Linked DNA regions of Anser cygnoides: regions 1 and 3 are each linked to region 2. Evidence: chromatin contacts called from public Hi-C data. All regions are on one chromosome and are shown on one strand. Each heading gives the region's core, a stretch centred on a gene start, on an enhancer-like site or on the middle of the called end of the contact. The rest is flanking DNA. Distances are from core to core; before and after follow the strand shown. Region 1 has its middle 4.8 kb from the start of OSGIN1. Region 2 holds the start of MBTPS1 (membrane bound transcription factor peptidase, site 1). Region 3 holds the start of PRMT7 (protein arginine methyltransferase 7).

What was found. Hi-C and Micro-C count contacts between places; a contact is called where the count stands out from the background.
Region 1: a Hi-C map of liver shows a contact between it and region 2, with 4 times the contacts expected there. The contact joins the enhancer-like site here to the promoter of MBTPS1 in region 2.
Region 3: a Hi-C map of liver shows a contact between it and region 2, with 2.0 times the contacts expected there. The contact joins the promoter of PRMT7 here to the promoter of MBTPS1 in region 2. A contact is called at or near these places in 2 of 7 Hi-C or Micro-C datasets (both in liver).

What each region holds. Positions count from the first base shown.
Region 1 is chr12:14,231,485-14,234,184 of Taihu_goose_T2T_genome, forward strand. No RefSeq gene overlaps it. Among named protein-coding and RNA genes, the nearest start is that of OSGIN1, 4.8 kb to the left of the region's middle. Within about 2 kb of position 1,392, at least 1 of the 3 cell types and tissues checked has open chromatin away from gene starts, as enhancers often do. A contact at or near this core is called in liver, where this site is marked.
Region 2 is chr12:14,100,080-14,102,802 of Taihu_goose_T2T_genome, forward strand. MBTPS1 (membrane bound transcription factor peptidase, site 1) reads left to right here and starts at 1,431. Exons shown (of 22, transcript XM_048078668.2): 1 at 1,431-1,923. The coding sequence starts at 1,737.
Region 3 is chr12:14,324,693-14,327,457 of Taihu_goose_T2T_genome, forward strand. It overlaps PRMT7 (protein arginine methyltransferase 7), which reads left to right and starts at 1,411. Exons shown (of 18, transcript XM_067004675.1): 1 at 1,411-1,589; 2 at 1,898-2,060. The coding sequence starts at 1,942. SLC7A6OS (solute carrier family 7 member 6 opposite strand) reads right to left here and starts at 1,389. Exons shown (of 5, transcript XM_013192357.3): 1 at 1,231-1,389; 2 at 299-676. The coding sequence starts at 1,389.

The DNA.
Region 1 (2,700 bases), core at 142-2,641, 130 kb after region 2:
TGGGCAGGCTACTCTTGAAGTGCCAGAAGACTGTCAGATACATTTTTAACCTTTCAGCTCTGAGGTTTTAGATTACTCCTGTTCATGCTGACAAAGCCAATGTGCTGCCCTTATTCATGGTGACAAGGCCACAGTGATCACTTGCCTCAACTTCCTTCTCCCTGACTCATTTATTAGTCTACGAGCACGTTCACCTTACCTTTGCCCTTATTCTAACTGCCCCATTCAGGGTGTTTTATTAGACCTCAAAATACCAAGCAGTGTCTGAAAAAATCATGTTTATATTATAAGGCAGATTTTAACTGCCTCTCACACACAGCGATCAAACAAGGAATATGCGGATGGAAGTCTCCTTGTCATGGGTAAGTAACAATCCGCTATTTCCTACAATTCAGGTTGCCCAAGAACTTGTTCAAGATGACTCTCAATATAAAGCTCAACTGCAAGAAGTACGGGACTCACGCCAATAGCACCCACAGGATCACAAGCACACTCCCCTCACTTCCAAATTAAGTTTGAGTATGTTGCACTGCCTGTTCAAAGAATAACAAAGACTCAGATCTGAGTGAAAGGTGTTCCAATATTTTGCTGAAGTAGAAGGAAACACCCAATCTCAGAACATCTCAGAACAAGTCTGAGATGCTGTTAAAGACTCCCAGAGAAGCCAGAAACCTGTTACTCTGCAAAGACATCCAAGTTTCCTAAAATAATGATTTATACTAGTTCAGAAAGCATTGGCACCTGATCTGCCCAGGGACATGATCTATCATTGACCTACACATCCCCAATAAGATCAATTGTAAGCAGTGAATCCTAGGAGGAATTAAAAAGCTTTCATTCTTGTCATGGATGAACTCAGTTATAAACCTTGTTTATAGCTCCCTGGATGTTCTCTGTTTACTGTCCAACGGTCCCAAAAGCACTGTTTGTCAATTCATGGCATCACCACGGTCGCCTTACAGTAGCACACAGAGCTTTACTTCAGTCAGGCCGTGCCTCTCAGAGCACTTTTCAGCCATGCCTATATATTAAAAGTGTTAATTTAAATTTGACATCTGATTTTAAAAGCAAGGGTAGAAAGATTTAGAAGTTGTGTCTTAACACAATCATTCTAAAATAAATCTCTTTTCCTGGTCTTTCTATGGCAAGTGGGAAAGATACGGCAGAATAACAGAAGAGCACATCTATCTGAAACCAAGTTTACATCGTTGGTTAACAAAAACATGACCTGATAGATAAAAAACAACTCAGATACTTGGGTTATCTCCAGACTTGAGTGACATTTGATAGGTCACTTGAGTTCTCTGAACTTCTGCTCTGATTGTAGTTATATCGCATGGGCATGGAATATTTTTCAAAGCATGTTTATACAGCATTGAGAAAAATTAGATTGCAATCCCTTTTACATCTTCAAAAGCTAATACAAACAGTTTAAACAGATCATTTCTAGAGACCTGTAATGATTAACATGTGATTTTTTTACCACATAATTAGAGACCTTCTTTTCCAAATATGTAAGTATACCTTTCATGACTCTGGATGAGTAATCTGAAAATCCCAGCACTTGGTATATTAACATCAGAATAGAAATTTAACATATTCCGGTATTACATTTTCATGGTTTCCTGAGGGCTTTTAAAGTTGTATACAGTTACATTTGTATTGAATCAATAAAATATGTTCCTCTCCATAAAAACACTGCCAGTCTTCCTGTGGTTATTTCATTGTCATGTCTCTACACCAAGCATGGTCCTTGTGAACTCTAACTGACACGCTCAGAAAATTTCTGGCCACATATCTGTACTAAATGGCCTGCAGCCATACCTCTTACAGCTTTGATCTGGTACAGCTTCACAACAGGACTGACCTGCCAAATTTAGATGGAGATGTCCAAGGAAAACAGCTGAACAAACATTAAGGTGAAGTGGGAACATCTGATGTGACTGCCTTTAGAGAGTCTGTACCTGGAGATACAGGTCTCCATTCTGATATCAGTCTTAAGATGCTGGAAAAAAATAAAAATCAAAGGCAGCATGTTGCAAATGGAGATAAACAATGCAGTATGCTTTCCCGGACATTAGTACTGAACAGATTCCATCAGGATACTTGAAGTGCCATCTTGTGGAAGGTCAGCCTGAGCTACTGAGCAATATCAGCAAATGAACAACACCGAAAACATTAAGTCTAGTTACAGATTGTGGTCCAATTCAGGTTTTATCGTTAGAGCTTGTCCACTGTGGAATTAGCAAGATAATAACATTCAACAAGATGCTGGCTCTTAGTCTGCTATTATTTGCATTATGCAAATAATATATTATTTCACAGTATGAATATTGTGAAAGTACTGTATGGGTTGATCAGAAACCATTCCACTGTAGCCAAAACGCTAAAGAAACAATAGTTGGTGTGAAAAAAAAAAGAGGAAAAAGTGGTTCTATATACGCTATACACGCTGCAAAGAAGGTAAGAAAGTTCCAGCAAAAAGTTAATATTTTTCTATTTTACATATCACACCCACTTTTCCCTACTACAACACTGAGCTTACAGAAACCCTACAACATTCTGGTTCCGATATCAAAACTGTTCAGTTAACTGTTATCAGTACTGTTTATGCAGAGTGATAAGGCATCCTCTTCTGATTTCAAAATATATATACAAGTTATTCCAAACATAACTAATTAGTTTATTACTGATACTAAA
Region 2 (2,723 bases), core at 181-2,680:
AGTCTCCGCTGGGGGTCCCAAATTTTTTTTGGGGGGGTACGTGCCTGGGGGCTGCTTTTTGGGGTCCGGGGGTTGCTTTTTGGGGCACGGACAAATCCCCAGCTCTCTGTGTGTTACGAGGGAGTCACACGCTCCGGGTTGTCAGCACACTGCTCCTTCGCTCGGGTCACCCTCGGATGCCATAGTTGTGTTTATTTTATTTTATTCATCTCTGGAGTTGATTTTTGGTTTTATTGCCGCGTGGGTTGTTAGCCCGCGATGTGATAAGGTGTGCAGAGTGCAGCCGAGCTCAGCAGTTAGGGTCCTGTGACTGCCTTCAGCTTAGGGATGAAGAGAAAACTTTGTGATCGCAGCCTGGTCTGGTGTTATCCCTCAGGTGGAAAGAAATGGAAATGCTGTTGCTGTGACAAAGAAATACTCGAGGGTTTTAAATAAGAGGGAAGCACCAGATGTCACGTGAAAACTTGATGCATTTTGTTCAAGGATTTGCTCTGGGATTGGCCCGCTATTCTCCTAAATGGTGTGAGGTCCTTAATAAGGTTCCTGCTTTTCAGTCCTGGTTGCTGCGGGAATGTGTTGTTCTCTGTGGCTTTTCCACGTGGTCTGGCAGACCAGACAAAAATGTTTCTCTTCCTTCATATTTTAATGGCTTTTTAATTATCAATTGCTGGTTAAACATTAGGAAATCTTTTTTCCTTTTTTTTTTTTTTCATTTTCTTGAACATTTCTTCTGCTTTGGAACACAAAGGGAGGAAGCTTCCCTTCCATGTGGAAAACACTTCCAGTGTTTAACTTCACATTACTACAATTCTGATCTCTGCCCTGATGTTCTCAGGTTGTGGTAATGCACCTCAAGAAAACTTGAAAGGCTTCTTTCATGCTGATAATCTCTTTTCAAATATAGGGAGTGCAGATTTGCTTCCTGTAACAGCATTTCTTGTCCTCACCAGCTCCTGAAATAGAACTTAAACCTGATTCTCCTTGTGTCAAATTATGTACCGTAGCAGTACTTTCATCTGCCATATTCCTGATGTGAAGGGAAAAAAAAAAAGCTCTGCTTTTTTGAGTGTCTGGATGCTTTTTATCGTGCTAGTACTTTATTTTGCTTTTTATTTTTTCCTTTTAATGGGCCTTGCGTGTCATTTTGTTCTTCTTACTCCACCTACGCAAAGGGTGGTAGAGTTTGGTTGTCATTGCTGTCTGTTCTGTTGCCAGGTTAATACCTGTGTATTTCACAGATGCTCTGTTGCAAGCCAGGTAGAGACTCCAGCGTTCTTGAAAAATTGCTAAATGAAACACACAAACAACTTTTTCCTTGCTATTTCTAATGCTGACTGCCAAATGATCTTTTGAGATTTCCATGCTATACGTTTACACAAACTTGAAGCTAACTTTTTCCTGTTGCCTAACTATTTTGCCTTGCCTTGCAGGTTGGCTTGCAAACAACTTTGCCAGTTCTTCTAGGGAGTTAACTTTGCCATCAGCAATGGAGTACAGGACTCAGCTACCATATCCCGAGTGACCGCATCTTTTAGTACAAAATGGAGAAGAAGCGTAGAAAGAAATGAGCCTGTTTATTAGGCTTTACCTCAAAAGACCATGAAATCGATACTTACTTTGGACGCAGCTTTAAGAATATCCAGTTGAGCAGCACAGTGAAAGCAGTGTTTACTGAAACAAAAATGAACTAGTTTATAACGAAGAAAAGTGTGATTTGATTATATGGAATTTTTGGAATGAAAGCATTTTCTTCTATGACCATGAAGTTTGCAAACATCTGGTTTGTTCTGGTTGTTATTTTACTCTGTGGCAAACAACACTTCAGTACCAGACTAGGGAATTCCTCCCATGAGGCTCACATATGTCCTGGATGTTCTCGCCTTACTCTAAAAGTGGAATTCACTTCAACAGTCGTGGAACATGGTAATAGAGTTAAGCGTTAAAAAAAATCCATGTGAAGTTCAAGTGAATGTTACTGGACTGTGTTGTTTGTGCAATTGTAATATTCAGAGACTCTGTACAAGTAGATCTGCTAAATTATCTGCATTCAAATTGAGATTTTTTTTTCAAAGGATCTTGGTTTAACCTGGCACAAAATTTGAAGAACATGAAAAGGAAGAGGGGGGAAGTAAAGAGTAGGTTAAAAGTGAAAATAGAGTGGGAAGGCTCAGGTGGGCAGTTCTGGTCTGGTCAGGTCAGGTCACTTTGGTGTGCTTAGTAGCTGTTCACTTTGACCCGCTTGGTGGTGTGGTTAAGGCTTTCATGTCCATAAGTGGGCTACAAAGGAATGAGAAAGACAAGAAATGTGTGGGTTTGTCAAGAAAAAGTTCTGAAGTGATAGTACATTTGTGGGAAAATAGCAAAGATAAGTGCAAGGGGAGCCAGTGAAAGGCAAACTAAGGCTGATACCACTCCTGAAAGGGCAAAGGGGAGCAGCAGAGCAAAGGTGGGTGCTGAATTGGGGAAGGTCTGCAAGGCTGGACAAAGCTAGCCAGTGAAGAGGCAGGAGGAACAAACAATAACAGGGTGTAGAATGCAGTCTGTTGGCATGGGCAGCTCTGTGCCTGCAGAACTGCAGGATGAATTTAATGAACGTGTGGTGTATGAATGGCAGCAGGTTGTGGAGGAAGGATGAGCAATAAGCTCATATCGTTTGTAGTGCTTGCAGGGTGCACAGCTGCCATTTAGGACAACATCTCTGCTGTATCTGAAACTGTGGGGTC
Region 3 (2,765 bases), core at 161-2,660, 220 kb after region 2:
GAATATGAGCATTAATGCATCTGAACAGGGTGCAGAAAAAACAGTATTACAAGTCTTTCCTGTAGAGGCCAACTCCATATGGCTTTTTCAACAACATTCTGCACTTCAGGGTCCTCACAGAAGTTGTTTCTTGTACAATGTATTAACTATTCCAACTTACAAATACCTAGTTAAAGCTCCTGTTAAACACTGGAATACTTACGATGCAAAAAAACTTCCACAGCTGTCAGTTTACCCACATGTACCAGTCAACAGTGACATAAAAGTACTCCAAGTACACTTAAGTTTATCTGCTGACCTGTGGGTTTGCTGCAGTTGCACTGGGGTCTTCTATCACCTCGTCTTCTTGTACAATATCAAACAGCTGGAATTTCCCACCACAGTCTGAACTCTCATCAACAGCACTCGTTTCCTTTTGCGAAGCATCTTCTGTTGCTTCAGAGCCTGATCTGTCACTGTCAGTCGATGCCTTGCCATCTGCGGCAGGTGCATTGGCTCCGCTAGCGTTGGGTCGATGGCTGGCTATTACACGGTAACGATTTTCCTTCCTCTTCGCTTCCTTGGAAGAACGGAGCTCCTGAACGATCCGCTGAGTGCTTCCTAAGGAGGGCCGCAGACTTTGCGCTGCTTTGTCTCGAGTGATAACTTCTTGAACATACTTCTGAACCGGCTCGTTCTGGGTAGAGGAACAAGGAGGAGGAATAGAAACAATGACACGGTCAACACAGTAAGGCATACCCCTCGTGCCCCTCACTGGAGGCGATCAGTGACTATTGCTGGCACATCCTAATTGAGATCTGCAATGCTAGTGTTTGCAACAACATTCAAGTCACTCCTATTGCTTCAAGTAATGAAACTGCCATCCTGTTCTCCAGATACAGGAAAAAGGTACAAAATATTTGCAAACTGTAAGGCTGTTCTTATATTATTTAAAGATACATATACTTTATGGTATAGAACTCTTCAAACAAAAACACCTGCCTCAAAAAGACTGACGGTCCTAACTTTAAACCACAACATCCTTTACACCCTCGCCTGTGAAAAACAGCTCCAAGAAAAAAACAGCGAAGTCGCTACTGCTGCGTAGCTGAGCCCCAGCACACCGAGCTGACAGACCCCAGCCCTGAGGCGCGACCCCAGCCCCCCACACCGAAGGCAGGCGCAGCTCCTCGCAGCAGCCGTCCCACTAAGGGAGCCCGCCAGAGCCCCTTGCATCAGCCGCGCCTCTACCTTAGAGGAGACGGTGGCCACCAGCTTGAAGAGGCTCTTCTCCACCTCCGGGGCCCCGCCGGGCTCGGTGCGGGGCCGCTTGCAGGCGAGCAGCAGCGCCCCGGCCGGCTCGGGGCCGCCGCGCTTCCTCTGGACGCGCAGCACGGCGGCCGCCTCCATGGTGCCGCGCGGGGCAGGCCGGGAAGAGGGCGGCCGCTGCCCGCAGGCTCCATGGCGCCGCGCGGGGCACGGCGGGAAGGGGCGGCCTGAGGGGGATCGGTAGCTGCTCGGTTCCTTGAGGGGAGGCGAGCCCGAGGCTGGTTGGGGACGGGAAGAGGAGAGAAGAGGGTCATCGTCTCCCCCCGCAGCTCCTTTCTGAGGTGGGGTAGACGCTGCCTTTTCGCCGGAGCGCTTTGCTATCAGCTTGTAGGTCTGCCCTCAGGCCGTGGGGTTCCCCCGGCATGAGGCGCTTCGCCGCGTGGGGGAGGCGTTTTGCTTTTAAACAACGCCGTTTGGTTGTTTATTTTTCTGTGCTGGGGGTAAGTTTGAGCTTAAAAAACGTTTTTCCTCTTGGAAGGCAGCGATCAGCGTGCTGGCTGAGGCGGGTGTATGAGGGAAGGTATGTGTTTGTGCCCAGAGCGAAAGTAATGTCTGTTTTCACTGGGTTTGTTTGTTTGTTTGTTTACAGACGCTATTTTGAGTGTTATATTGAAGCCAAATCAGCAAAATTGCATGATATATAAACAGAGATTGATCATGAAGACCTTTTGCGGAAGGGCTAACCCGACCACTGGTGCCATGGAGTGGTTAGAAGAGGATGAGAACTACGACTACCATCAGGAAATTGCAAGGTATGCTGGAAAATAACTGTACTATTTGCTTCTCTATCTTTTTTTGTTTTATCTTTGTGGAAATTCGAGGGACATGAGATGAGCACACTGCAGGACAGTCTAAATGTTATGGTTCCTAGGATTTTATGGGGCAGAATTATAGATGTAGAATTTTGTAAAGTATTCTCCAAGTAGTTCCAATTTTTTAAAAATACTTTTTGAGGTTCTGATTTTAATACCAACACTCACCCAACTGTGGCGAAGTATGTTGGCTAAATTTCTTAAAATACATAACACAGCAAATAATTGATGATCATCTGTTCCAGGCTCAAGTGGTTATTAATTTAGCTTAAGAATTATATTGCATTGTGTCCTAAGTTATAACAAATGCTAGCTTTAGCGAGAGGATCTTGGTAACAAATGATAGACCATTATTAGATAGCCTTTCATTGCTTTGTATGGCTTTATATGAATTTCCATATGTCCTGGCTGTTATTTCATAGCTGTTTGGTCTGTGTATTGGATCCACTGCTGAAGAGTGGATACATGCCAGTGGTTAATTAGTTCTCTCATATGCTGATGACCAGACCAGTGAACTGACTTCATTCCTTAGATCTGAGAAACCACTTGAGTCCTTAAAGGGTGTGTCGTGGTTATCTGCATGCTCATGGGCCCTGAGACTCTTTGCATTAATAGGTGAAAACCAAGGAGGTTATATGAGCAGTT